3 separate regions of the Sus scrofa genome follow, and all the other regions are linked to region 1. The links are chromatin contacts, called in public HiChIP or PLAC-seq maps. All regions are on one chromosome and are shown on one strand. Each heading gives the region's core, a stretch centred on a gene start, on an enhancer-like site or on the middle of the called end of the contact. The rest is flanking DNA. Distances are from core to core; before and after follow the strand shown. Region 1 has its middle 380 kb from the start of AKR1E2. Region 2 has its middle 210 kb from the start of KLF6. Region 3 has its middle 120 kb from the start of AKR1E2.

Evidence for each region. HiChIP or PLAC-seq counts read pairs in DNA pulled down with a chosen protein or histone mark.
Region 2: an H3K27ac HiChIP or PLAC-seq map of skeletal muscle shows a contact between it and region 1, with 2.2 times the contacts expected there. The contact joins two enhancer-like sites. A contact is called at or near these places in 2 of 47 Hi-C or Micro-C datasets (liver and omental adipose tissue) and 2 of 2 datasets of contacts at active chromatin or transcription factors (alveolar macrophages and skeletal muscle).
Region 3: a contact with region 1 is called in an H3K27ac HiChIP or PLAC-seq map of skeletal muscle, with 2.6 times the contacts expected there. The contact joins two enhancer-like sites. A contact is called at or near these places in 10 of 47 Hi-C or Micro-C datasets (embryonic fibroblasts, heart right ventricle, mesenteric adipose tissue and 4 more) and 1 of 2 datasets of contacts at active chromatin or transcription factors (skeletal muscle).

What each region holds. Positions count from the first base shown.
Region 1 is chr10:66,066,821-66,070,866 of Sscrofa11.1, reverse strand. No RefSeq gene overlaps it. Among named protein-coding and RNA genes, the nearest start is that of AKR1E2, 380 kb to the right of the region's middle. Within about 2 kb of position 1,471, at least 26 of the 83 cell types and tissues checked have an H3K27ac peak or open chromatin away from gene starts, as enhancers often do. A contact at or near this core is called in liver, omental adipose tissue and skeletal muscle, where this site is marked.
Region 2 is chr10:66,273,679-66,278,279 of Sscrofa11.1, reverse strand. No RefSeq gene overlaps it. Among named protein-coding and RNA genes, the nearest start is that of KLF6, 210 kb to the left of the region's middle. Within about 2 kb of position 2,814, at least 34 of the 83 cell types and tissues checked have an H3K27ac peak or open chromatin away from gene starts, as enhancers often do. A contact at or near this core is called in liver, omental adipose tissue and skeletal muscle, where this site is marked.
Region 3 is chr10:65,815,413-65,819,954 of Sscrofa11.1, reverse strand. No RefSeq gene overlaps it. Among named protein-coding and RNA genes, the nearest start is that of AKR1E2, 120 kb to the right of the region's middle. Within about 2 kb of position 2,989, at least 29 of the 83 cell types and tissues checked have an H3K27ac peak or open chromatin away from gene starts, as enhancers often do. A contact at or near this core is called in omental adipose tissue and skeletal muscle, where this site is marked.

The sequences.
Region 1 (4,046 bases), core at 222-2,721:
CCTCTACTTTATTTTTCCTTCCTACCACAGTGAGTTGAAAGGTAATGACGGCTCCACCTGCTGAACGCTCGGATGCTGAGGAGAAGCCGTAACCGTGGATGTGGGCGCCTCTCCCGCTATCACAACCATGTCTAAGTAGGGTTGCACTTTCACAGCTTTCAGAGGAGGTTAGAACTCAGCTGCGGTTGGGGCTGAATCCCTATGCCTGACCGAGTGCCTACGGCGCTCAGACATAAAAGCAGACCCATGATTTGCGCAGCGCTTGGAACTGAAAAGGCTGGGCTCCAGGACATACAGACTTGGTCCCCAGGCCTGAGGTGCCTGGTGGGAGACTGGGCACGTGGTGTCATGGATACTTGAGAGGAAGCCCCACGAGATCCTGGTCAACTGCAGCCGTCCAGCGTAGGGACGTGGGTATATCAACCGGATGCAGCCACGTGCGGATTCTGGATGAAGGTCAGTGGGGCCTGTTACTGGGCGTTGCTAACAGGTGCCAGGCGATGTGAAGGCTGCCTGCCCAAAGATCGCAGACAGCCCTGCCGTCTCCCCATACCATGTGTCAGGACATCTAGTTCAAGGCCTGGGGGCCCCGTGGGTGCCCTGGGACCTCCCTCCGCCTTGATTCCTCACTTGCACGCAGGAGTGGCCATACTCACCACCCAGGCATGACGTCAAGACTCAGCTGAGATAGGGCGTGACGTCGGAATCACAGAGAACAGAAACACAGCACGTCCTTAATAGGTACTAAAATTCTTCCCATTTTTCAAATTGCTTTGAAAAAACAAACTGCTTTGCTATCCAGAGAGGACGGCCAGAAAAACAGCATAATTCCTGCTCTGCTCTTTGAGCGTTTACTCACACGTGTGTTTATTTTTTCCCATAATAATGCACAGGAAATACACTACATCTTCCAAGTGCTGGCCGATTCTGTTTATGTTTGTTTGCACACTGAGTCCCTGATGGACAGAGGTCGTCGGGAGGCCTCCGTGCTCCGGGGCCCAGTGAACGCTGGGTTACCGGGACAGCCCTTTCCACTGAGGCAGCGGCATTCTGCCCACGATCTTTCACGTGGGTTTGATGACTTTTCACATGCCTCGTGAAAAAAATTTATTTTTTCCTTTTTGGCTGTGCTTCTCTCACAATACAAACTCCCTCTAAAACTGATGGCAGACTTTATTTGAACGCACAAGTACATTCCAGCTTGAGAATGAATCAAAGCCACATTTTTTTCCGTAGGATAAAGACACTGTATCACTGAGCTTTTGTGTGTCCTCACAGATGCGCCTCTCCTCGGCCTGGACGTGAGCTGTCAAAATCGTACTTTGTGGCTCTACGTGTCTACTGACGGGAGCTAGGAATCAGGGGGAATACTAAGGCCACTGAAATTTCCAGCTGCCTACATTTCTACGCTGAGTAATTCTGCCCGCCCCAAAAGCAAATATTTAGAACGAGTCCATGCTGACTCATGATGGAACCTTCAGGACAAAATGAACACATTGTTTCTGCTCCCTGTGCCCCAAGGGTGGGGACCAGGCAGTCCTGCCTTTAAATAGTCACAGGTTGTGTCAGTGACCTTCGTGTCCCCTCCTGATGACTCACAGGCCTAACCTCAGTTCTTACTGGTGCCACCTTTCAAAAATGTCTGTTTTCACTCCTGAGCACCTCTTCTCTCTAAAAGGGTACGGCAGCAAGTGTCCATTTCCCTCTGCCTCATAAATGAAAACGAACGATGTTGAACAAAACAAAATAGGAGTGTTTAGCCCCGAATGATGCCGCCGCAGCCGCCTTCCGCGCCGAGTGCGCCCCTTCCAGTCAGTCGAGACGCCCATGACATTTGCTGTCACAGGAATCCGGCCCGAAGCAGTTTCGTAAGTTTTCTATCACTGGTTGGCGTGTGGGGGCCGAGACAGAAATGGAGAAGGGAAAAATACGGTGGAGAGAGCCTTGGACTGACTGGGGTAGGATGATGTCAGCAAAACAACGTGGAGCCAGAAGCAGGGAGCCCTCTGTCCCCGCCTGCCTGGGACTGAAGGGTGTGGGGAACCCCTGGCTCTCTGCCGACACCAGGGACAGGTTCGGATATGCAGTCCCCCTTTTACTCCACGAAAGGCCTTTGGGCAAACCAGCGTCTCTGGGCCGCGGCGTCTCGCTGGCGCAGAGGATACTACATCTGCTCTTGGGTTTCACGGAGCAGAGATGCCGTGGGCAGAGAATGGTCTGGACACCGTGAGCCTCCCGTGGCCTCAGCCTTCCTGCATTTAGCTCCACCAATCCCCGCAACAACCCTGCCGCGCGGCAAAGGGGATCATTCGCGCCCCTTCTCTGTGCAGAATGAACTCCGCCCTCGTCAGGTCACCGCCAGGGGCCAAGCTCCGCCCTGACCCAGGCCCTGTCCACGCTCTCACCAGCTGTGCCATCTGCACCAGTAAATAATACGGACTGTTCTCATCATTATCTTCACATAAAAATACAGAAGACCGCCTGGCCGTCCTCATCGCTGCGCCCCTCCTCACACAGAGCAGTGACCCCAAAGCACCAAACTTGCCAGGTCGTGTTACCCGCGGCCCCAGAATCAGAGAGGGGCTGCCTTCTCGGGCCTGTGAAAGTCCCGCGGGGTCCGAGCAGTCCCCCACGCCAGGGCTGGGCTCGGGAGGAGGGGTCCCAAGGCAGAGGGCCTGCGCCTGCCCTCCGCCTCCCACCCATGCCCACTGGCTCCTCCTTGTTCTTCGGCCCCGCGGCCGATGGAGTCCCTGCTCAGGAATCAGATCCCAGCTGCAGGTGTGGGATCTGATTAACCCAGTGTGCTGGGCTGGGGCGCGAACCTGCCTCCCAGTGCTCCAGAGACGCCAGCACACCCTACTCGCCAGAGCGGGAACTCCCTCACCATCACGCTTCAACAGGCTGCTGCCTCCACGCGGGAAATACGCTGTGTCCCCTGCAGAGAGTGGCATGCTCTGCAGCGACTTATTTTGGGGTTTCAAGGAGCTAGGCTCTCGCTTCTTTCTCCAAAATGAACGGAAGCCAGCCACTGCTTCCCCCACATCGCTATCACCAGGGGGCGCGGGGCTCGGCCGAGAACGTCTTCGGGTCCTTGCTCTCCCCCAGCATTTGCTGTCTGCAGCGACCTGGACCCCTGCTCACCAGCCAGGCCCTCCCTGGATGGCGTGTCGGACACTCCGCACTCACGTCACCCTGTGGCCGCGGTCGGCTCAGCTGTGCAGAGCAGTCGATTACACAGAATTCTGTGACGTTAAGAAGCCAAGGGCCCACGATTCTCTTAGCATTTTTTCACGCAGTTAATGTGCCAGGATTCTGCCATTGTCTGGTGTGGGCTTCCCTAGAGCCCAAGCCAAACTCTGCTTGCCTTTCCCATCACTGGCCAATTTTTAATCCACTTGTGCTGATGTAGAGGTTCTTTTTGTTTTCCTTCCTGACACAAGCAGGAAGTTTCCAGAGCCCCAAAGTAAGAGAGCAAATGACTTACATTGCTTATTTCAGCGTAGTTACTTTGTAAATACGGTTTAAAGACTCAGATTTTCTATGAATCACTTATATTCATTTCAGTGAGGTTATTTCCTTCACTTTCAGAAAACGGGGTAATCGTACATGATTCTTTAATGAGAAAAATACTATTACCACCCCTTTTTTCCTTCCTCCTGCTCTCTTGCTGCATGTCTTTCATCAGCTTTTCGGGACCCCCTGAAACCCCGGTCATTGCCGCAGTGCCCTCATTTTTTAAAAGTGTGGTTCAGCCATGAGACATGGACTTGAAATCCAAGTGTCTCCTGGGTGCCTCCCATTGATTTTTGAAATTTCTCCCAGGTTTATAAAAATTAATCAGGTTACCTTTGCTTTTTAGAGTAATGCCTTGTGGCTGGCTCAACCACACCCTCAGTGCTACCGAGAATGTCAGTTCCTCTTGGATTTGTATTTTAGGGGAAAAATCGCTTGTGTTTTATTGACGCAGCCCAACGGAATCAAAACGCCACGGCAAAATAAGCAGGCCAACAAAAAAGCATCGTACTTTTTTCAAAGGCCCTTTAAAG
Region 2 (4,601 bases), core at 1,565-4,064, 210 kb before region 1:
TTCCGCCTGCGAAGCATCGCTTCTGGAAAGGCGCCTCCGTGGAGGGCGAACAGGAGGCACTGCCTTCCGTACGGGCGGGTTTTCTCCTGCAAACAGCTTCGTTGCCCCTCGAGCAGGACTCTGGGTGAGTGGTTCTCCGAGGCTGGGGACGCAGGGCCCCGCTCCCCTGCCTCCGCGGGGACGAGTCCCGGAGAGAAGCCCGCGGCCCACGCACCCCGAGCGGAGTCGCGAGGAGCCCGTGATCAGAGGTGTGTCCCGTGTGCCGAGTGACCGTGGGGACCGAGGCGTCACACGAGGGACCGCCCACAGGATCTGACCATTATTTACACAGGAATATGAGTACTTCACAAAACGTAGAAATTATAAGCCAGAAAACATAAGCACGCAGAACCTGCTTCGGTGGGTCTTTAAGAGAAATGCTCACTGACTCGGGCGAACGTTACACGTGAGTGTGGCTGGCTTCGGTGACCTGTAAATGAGAACTATTTCCCGCTGAAAGAGCACAGGATGGTCCTTTTAATATTTAACATCCCACTAACTCGCCCTTTGGAAGCTCCGATTATGCCGGTATCCCGCTGGCAGGAACCCAGCACGGTTTTCGTCCTGGTTCCCCTGGTAGCTTCGGCCTCCGTATTCACACAAGCGGGGGAGTGGGGCTGGGCCATGCTGGACCCTCATTCATGGGAGGCAATATTGTCTGGTCAAAAGGCCACTAGCTTTGGATTGAGAGAGATCCAGGGTCAAGTTCAAATTCTGCCGTTTACCATCTGCATGAACTTTATTTGACCACTTCTCTTTCCTGGCCCTTGAAACAAGGACTAAGCAAAAGATCCACTTCCTCTCGCTCCTCGGAGACACTCAGGTGACAAGCCCGGGCCTCGGAGAGATGATTCCCTCAGAAATGCCCCTTCCCAAAAAGGCACTGTGTCCCCTCACTGTCCTCCCCCGCACTGAGCACACGGGCTGCTCCATCCTTCCGCCAGGCCCCGACTCTGCCCCGCACTACCCTGACCTCTGTCCTCCTAGCCGGGAACACAGGAATCCAATTAAAAATCTGCTCTGGGAGCTCCCGCTGTGGCACAATCCAGACCGCAGAATCTCAGGAGCGCTGAGACCCAGGTTCGATCCCCGGCCCTGCACAGTGGGTTAAGGATCCTGATCCTGAAGCTGCGGCTTAGGTCACAGATGTGGCTCAGATGTGAGTCCTGGTTGGGGAACTCGATATGCCGAGGGGTGGCCAAAAATGGGGGAAAAAAGAGAATAAAAAGGATCTAATCACTGCAGAGGCATGGGTTCAATCCCCAACCCTGCACCCTGCACCCTGCACCCTGGGTCAAGGATCCGGCATTGTTGCAGCTGGGGCTCAGATTCAGTCCCTGGCCTGGGAACTTCTATATGCTGTGGGTTTGGCCATTAAAAAAAAAAAAAATCATTCTGGCCCATCAATGATCTTCCCTCACTCCCTGGACAGGCATTTCCTGGGTGACGAAGCTGCTCAAACCATCTCTTCCCACGTCCTTCTCTTGCATCTTTATGTCCATTTACACTCTTCTTTCTCCTTGGCTTAGTCATTCATTCTGTGCCCATGTTTTATGAAATCTAAGCAACATGGATCGTAAAATGTACCGTAACATTATGAGCCACAGAGAATGAAAGAAAAAAATGCTGCCAATAAACACTGAAAACTGCCATCAATTGCCAAGATGCCTTCTGTTTTCAGAGCTGTTAAAACATGAAAAGGCATGTGTCTGGGTAAGATACAACCCGAGATATTTGGAGGTCAGAGCCATGACCCTTCCCAATCTTCCTTTCTTCAGGTACCAGACGTCTAGAGGTAGGCTGGCTGCCCCTTATCCCAGCACAGCTTGGCTCCCTCTCCCTATAAAATCGCGCTGTACCTGCCAAATCCAAGGACAGCTCCGAGGCCACCCTGCAGGGCCCTCCTGCCCAAGTCCCTTCACACGCGCGTTTTTTATGACACTTTCGTTTCTTTTCTCAGTTTGTCACGCTGCTTAATTTTCCTCCACTGACCATTGTCTGTTTTTGTTCTTCACGGTTCCCTGGGGGATGCTTGTAGGAGCCGCCAGAGCAGGCTTCTCCTAACAGCCCCGCTGGGGTCACCGTCCCCGCTGTGTCCCCATCCATCACTTCCCCTGACCGTCACTGGTATCAGGCACAGAGGGCACGTCTTCTTCCTGAGGATGTGTCCGTTCCTGGCCCCGGGTACCCTGGCCCTTGCCTGTAGCCCTTGCTCCTTTTCATCTGGAACATCCTGGGCTCAGTCCTGGGATGCTTTCCTTTGGTGACGCTGTAGCTTTAAGTGCTGCGCGTGCACACGCACACACACACACACACACACACACCCAATGCCCTGCAGACTTCCAAGTCCACACAAACAGCCCAGAGGCTCAGAACTCACTGTCTGCTCTGCAGTTCCCTGGGTTACCAGATTAGCCTCTCAAACACACAATTTTGGAAAACACCCCAATTTCCAAACTTCTCAGGAAATGAGAGCTCCCCCACCCCCGCCCGTTCCTTGGGGTTCCCTGTGACTTCCTCTCCTCACACGCCCCAGCTTCTGTTCTCCCCAGCGGCTCCCTGGACCCCAGCCCCTCTGCATCCCTGGCTGGGTGCTGGGTGGTGGACAGGCCCTCACGGGGCCCTGAATTGCTGCGTGGCCCTTCCCGTCCTTCTGGCTTTGCTCCCTCCCCACACGCTCCACCACCAGCTTGTCCTCAGCACGGAGCCCACAGCCAGCCCTTCGAAACGAAAACAGAGTGATGACACGTCCCGAGGCTTAAGCCTCTCTAGCCAGCTCCCAACCCACTCAGGGATGCCCCGGGTCCAGCGCAGACCCCAAGTTCATTGCGGCCTGTCTCTCCTGGCCCCCGGAGGCAGTCTCTCTGCCAAGAGCACCCCTCTTCCAGAGGAGCTTCTTTGCGTCCTGTTTCTCCTTAATCACCCCCCCCCCCAGTCTCAGTCCCTGACTCCAACTGTTTCTACTGTGTGCAGTGTAACAACGAACTCATCCCTCGGGGTCTTGGCTCTTATGCGAATCCTCCGTAATCTTTAACGCTCACTGATAGCTGCCTCGACTCGTTTCTCAGCCGTGTGGGGAGCAGTTCTAAATGCACATCTTTGAAAAGGATTCTGAACCGTGTCCATCAGGGGACAAAGGAAGCGTGGGGCCAGGATTCAAAACTGGGGAGGTAACACACATTTTCAAGAGGAAAATTCCACAAAGAATTTGAACTTTCAAGTTTCAGATTTCAAACCCTGGACCTCACCCAAGGTTCTGAGTAGTGAACGTGGGAAAACATCCATTGAATTTTTCTCTCCAATGACTAAAAATGTCTCATTAATTCCATGGAGACCCATCCTAATGTTTTTATTACAGCAAAGAATTTGTGAATAAAAGCTTGTGATAGAGAACATATTTGAAGACGAGAGCAACTGAAAATCAAACCACGTGAGGTTAAGTCAGAGAAAGATAAATATATGTTATCACTAATATGTGGACTCTTAAAAATGATACAAATGAACTTATTTACAGAACAGAAACACAGATGCAGAAAATAAACTTATGATTACCAAGGGGAAAGGGGCTGGGGAAGGGAAGCATTAGGAATTTGGGATTAAAATATACAACTACTAATGGAGTTCCCGTCGTGGCGCAGTGGTTAACGAATCCGACTAGGAACCATGAGGTTGCGGGTTCGGTCCCTGCCCTTGCTCAGTGGGTTAACGATCCGGCGTTGCCGTGAGCTGTGGTGTAGGTTGCAGACGCGGCTCGGATCCCACGTTGCTGTGGCTCTGGCGTAGGCCGGTGGCTACAGCTCCGATTGGACCCCTAGCCTGGGAACCTCCATATGCCGCGGGAGCGGCCCAAGAAATAGCAACAACAACAACAACAACAACAAAAAAAGACAAAAAAAAAAATACAACTACTACTATATATAAAATAGATAACCAGCCAGGACCTACTGCACAGCCCAGGAAGCCATATTCAATATCTTGTAATAACCTATCATGGAAGAGAATCTGGAAAATAATATATATGCACATAGATACGCATCAATGAATCACTTTTCTGTACACCTGCAAATAACACAATGCTGTAAATCGGCTGTGCTGCAGTAACAATTAGAAAGAAATAGAGGCATAAATACGTCCGGGTCTCGTGCTGCTCTGCGGGAACTCTCAAGTGCCCTGCAGGTGCTCTGACAGTTTGGAATAGGAAAGCCTGCCCAGGAAGAAAATTCTCCTCGGAGACCACGTTCTGTTTTCTGGTTATTTCCGAGGAATTAAAACCATTTTCCTCTCTCAGTCTATCCACTCTTGATGCAAAATGAATTTGGGTAGCCCTGGTTTAAGCGGGGGACAAACCCAGGGGTCACACAGCCTGCCAGGCAGTGTCCCGCAGGGACCCCCTGGGCTTTTCAGGAGCCAATGTCTCGGGCAGGCTGCCCAGGGCCCCTATCATCAGCCTCTCTCGGTTCTGGCCCGTGACCTTTCACAGCTTTCAGAGGCCCCGTTCAGGAAAACTCTTCAGCGTTGACAAGTCTTTAATCAAAGTAACCCAGACGGCCTCCACCAGGCTT
Region 3 (4,542 bases), core at 1,740-4,239, 250 kb after region 1:
CAAATTATCCCCAGAAAGAGTATGAAACCGAAAATATAGACAATGGGGTGATACTAAAAACTATTAAATGGGAATGATATCCGATGCCTAGTTTTGAACGGTGGTACCGTCCTTCCACGGCTGGACTTTTTCTTTTTTTCCTCTGCACTCAACCATCTGGACTAATTACCTTCTTCCCTACGCCCCTTCCTAACAGCGCTTAAACTTGACGGTCTTGCTCATCTCCCAAGCCAGCACATGGATATCCACGGGTCCCCTCATTCCGCTCCTATTTGTGTTCTGGGAGTGATCTTTCTTCAGATCTTATGCTCCATGAACTCTCCTCTCTTCCCTGAGATTAGCTTTCACTCGCACATAAATTTACAATTACAAACAACTGTATTTCCACTTAGCTTTTTCCTGCCTTGGCTGAAGACACCTAAGATTTCAGGCACATCAGGATCTTTGGCAAAAGCAGCCATTTTCTTTTGCATGAATGGAGTTGATTTAGTCCCGTTCTTTTGTTCTTAAAAAAACACATTGCTCTGAGAAAAATGTAAACAAAATTATACTAACGTCGCTTCTCTCAACTGTCACATCCATCTTAACTTAAATGAATAGCACCAGATCCTTTTAGTGGCTCTGTTTAAATTGTTGGAAAGACAGACCGAGATTATTTTAATGAACAACCTCAGGAAAACAAAAATCCAGGGAATAATAAATTCTCGTTTATAGCGATATAAAACTATACTCACCAATGCTGCCAATGGACATTCAGTTTATTTCCCTTTTTTTCCACTATTTTAACACGTCTGCATCATTTTATTGTCCTATAAAAATTCACCTTCTGTGAAGTGTTCTGTTCTCCTTATCTTTCCCTTTTTTTCCCCTTTTTTGGTCTTCTTCTTGGAGTTATGTTGTAAAATTCTACTTTGGTTGATAGTTTTGTATTAATTGTATGCACTGTCAGTCTCTTTATTCCTCCCGTCTGTGGCTTGTTATTTTTAATCAAAAATTTAATATAATTAAATATTTATTTAAATTGTTTTAATTTAATTTAAATATATTAAATTTGATTGATTGATGAACTGATTGCATTCATGATTTGTGTTTTTCCTTTCTGATCGGACTTAATTTTTCCCTCCCTGTGGACATGAAGAGACTCTTCTGTGTTTTTCCTCCACATTTTAAAGTTTTGTTCTTTACACGTAGTTCCACCTTAGGTAAAATTTACTTTTTAATGTCATTTACCTTTTCCACGTGGATAGCTGATTTCCAGTAATATTTATTGAATTAGAAGCAAATTTTTTTTTAATGCATGAGAGTATCTAATATATTCTCTAGCAGAACCGGATGTTGGCTGAATTAGGTTGATTTTAATTAAATTAATTGTCCCAGTGGTTACAGGAAGGCCTTAGAAGTCATTAATGAGCCCCAAGAGTGCAAGACACGGGGTTTGAGCCGTAACCCTGGGACCTACCGCATTCCTCGCCTCACTACAGACCTGCGAGGTCTCTAGGTTTGTGTGCCTGACTCAGTAATGTCCAAACTAAAGTTTTTCTTTCTGTACCTAGAGGTGACAGAGAAACACATCACTTTGCTGCTGAGAGTGGCATTTTAGGCAGAGGCTAGAAAGTAGGCAAAGTCTGCCTTGTGTAACATTTGTCCATGAATCAGACTGCAGCAGAGTCTCACAAAATATTTATTAAGAGAAAGAGTAAACTTAGCTGATCTAATTTCTGCCTGTTAGTTCTTGGCAGTCTGAAAGATTATATTAGTCAAGCTTTCCAAGTTACCCAATAGAATACAAAAATGATGGGAAAATATTCCAAGTAAATACTGCAGAAAACATGTCTTCCAAAGGCTGGAAGATGGCAAGATGGAAAGTTCTAAGGCATAAAAGTCGTACCACGGTACCGCATGTAAAACCAGAGCTTTTAGCAATAGGATATGCTAAGATTTTGACATCCTTAAACTAGCTAAGGCTCTTTGCAGCAAGTAGGGTAGAATATGAGCTTGCAATGAAGTCTCTCCTGAGTCTGTGACCCAGACGTGCTGATGAAAATTGGAGATATGCCCTCTTTTTTTTCTTTTCTTTTTTTTGTTTTTGTTTTTTAGGTCCACACCCGTGGCATATGGAAGTTCACAGGCCAGGGGTCGAATTGGAGCTACAGCTGCTGGCCACAGCCACAGCCACAGCAACTCGGGATCTGTGCCGCATCTGCGACCTACACCACAGCTCATGATCCTTAACCCACTGAGTGAGGCCAGGAATCCAACCCGCGTCCTCACGGATGCTAGTCGGGTTTGTTAACCACTGAGCCGTGAGGGGAACCCCCTGCCCTCATTTTATTTCATGGAGCCCACAGTCAGTACAATGCTGAATCCCTTTTGCAGAGTGCTCAATTCTCATATATTTTGTCATGAAATGTATGTGTTCACCACCCAAACTGAGAAAAAGTATAAATGAAATGAGAAGAGAAACAGAATATAATTGAGTATTTCAAAGCAATCTCCATTTTTGAAAACTATACATGTATGAATGATATGGTATATGCAAATATGATATAAGATATAAATATACATTATATATTAAATTATATAATTTTGGGTATTTCATAATATAATTTTCATTTATATTCATTTTGTAACATTCATTTCATAATATAATTATATATATATACACACACACACAAATACACAAAAACATATAGGCAGAAAACCAAAATATTGTCAGAATATTTATTTCTTGATGATGGAAATTTTAGTGGTCATCCTTGGTTTTGTTTCTGTGGTCCTACCTTAGGTATTTTCCAAATTGTTCACTGAATTTGAATTAACCTTTACAACGATAAAATGTAATTTGTTTCAAGGCTGAAAAGACTTGAAAAGACGGGGAAATCTTCACCTGAAAACTCTAATTGCAGCAATGATCTGAATCAGAGTTTCCCAGCGCCAGGGAAGCACAGCTGCCCCAAATGCAGAAACGTGGACACCTGTGCCCCCTAGTGGCCACCCTCAGTAAGTGTCCGGGGAGCCTCGTCCTCTGTTGGTAGGAATCTCCAGGGAGACTTGTGTTTATAAAACCGGGAAACCCCGCTCCCTCCTCCCAGGCTGGGGACCCACAGTCTACACTGAGAAATGAGGACTTAGAATTAGGGAATATCCTAATCACGGCTAATGAGAGAGACCCGGAAAAAAGCGGCTGCCACCCGTAGGAACACAAATAAAAAGGAAACTAGGTTTCTTTCAGTTTTAAAAAATACATCAGTATATACTATAGTGTGTATTAAAAGAGTATATATTTTAAAATATATTAGTCTATATACTTAGAATATACTACTAATATTAATAATGGTATTAATGTGTAATATATTACATATGTGTATGTAATACATGTACTAATAATAGTCATATATTACATGCACACTTTTATAGCATTTATGTACTTTAGCATACTTTATATCTTTGAACATATATATTTTTATAGTGTGCTTTTTAAATGTATGCCTGTGTTTGTGTCCGTATTTCTATACCTGTAGTTTTACATAGTATTGTGTGTGTGTATACTGCATATGATGTATATATGTAGAATATGTGTAGTATTCACACATGCCTATTTTTACAAATGATTCTGCATTTGTCAGGGTTTTGTTCTAATCAAGAGCCTAAAGTATGACACATCTGCATTTCTAAGTCCACAGCTAGCAAAAGCATTTCTTCCTTTTGAAGTTACGTGCAGCTCCAATTTGCTTGGAAAGTTGACACATCCAAGTTCATCGTCATTGCTGTTATTATTATTTATGAAATTCAGCATTTCCTCAGAGCCAGTTTGGATACAATAAAGTCTTCAGATCTACAGTCTCACGAGCAATTTATTACGGTCAGCAGAGGACCTTGAAGCCAAATGCCTTTCTTAGACCTGCTTTCAGCAGTGCTCATTGAATTCAGTTTCATGCGCTGGTTTGAAGGAAAAATGTGGGCAAGGTGATAAACACAGCCTTGCCTTGGCCGTAACCAAATTAAAACAGCCACCTCAACCGTGGTAGTCAGGGAATCACACAGGCTGAAACAAGAAGAAAAATCAATGTGAAAGCAAACCTACCTACACCGTATGTCCTGATGGCAGATTCTGACTCTGAGACATACCGCAGTCAGCATGAATCCTTCAGTGCCTGTTGAGTTATTTGAAGAGATTCCATCATTATATATTGAAACTTGGTCCAGGCTTTTTTAGACCATATTCTTAAATCTGCTTTAAAAACATGGGACAATTGCTTTAAAAATAAGTCCATATAAATAATATACGATTCAGGAATATATTGGATTAGGGTTGGTGACACATAAATGAGAACTTGTCATTTTCAAACACAAGCATTTCTTCTTGCTCATGACTTACTTGCCTAGATTTTAACCCGTCCTTCCGTCTTAGTGCATGTAGAGCTACTGGGGGAAGCCCCTTAAGACTCTCCAAGGAGGGACCTAGAAAGGTATACTTGCCGGGATTTGGGGGACACTGTCAGGATCAAACGAGATACATTATGTGAAAGATTATGATCTGAC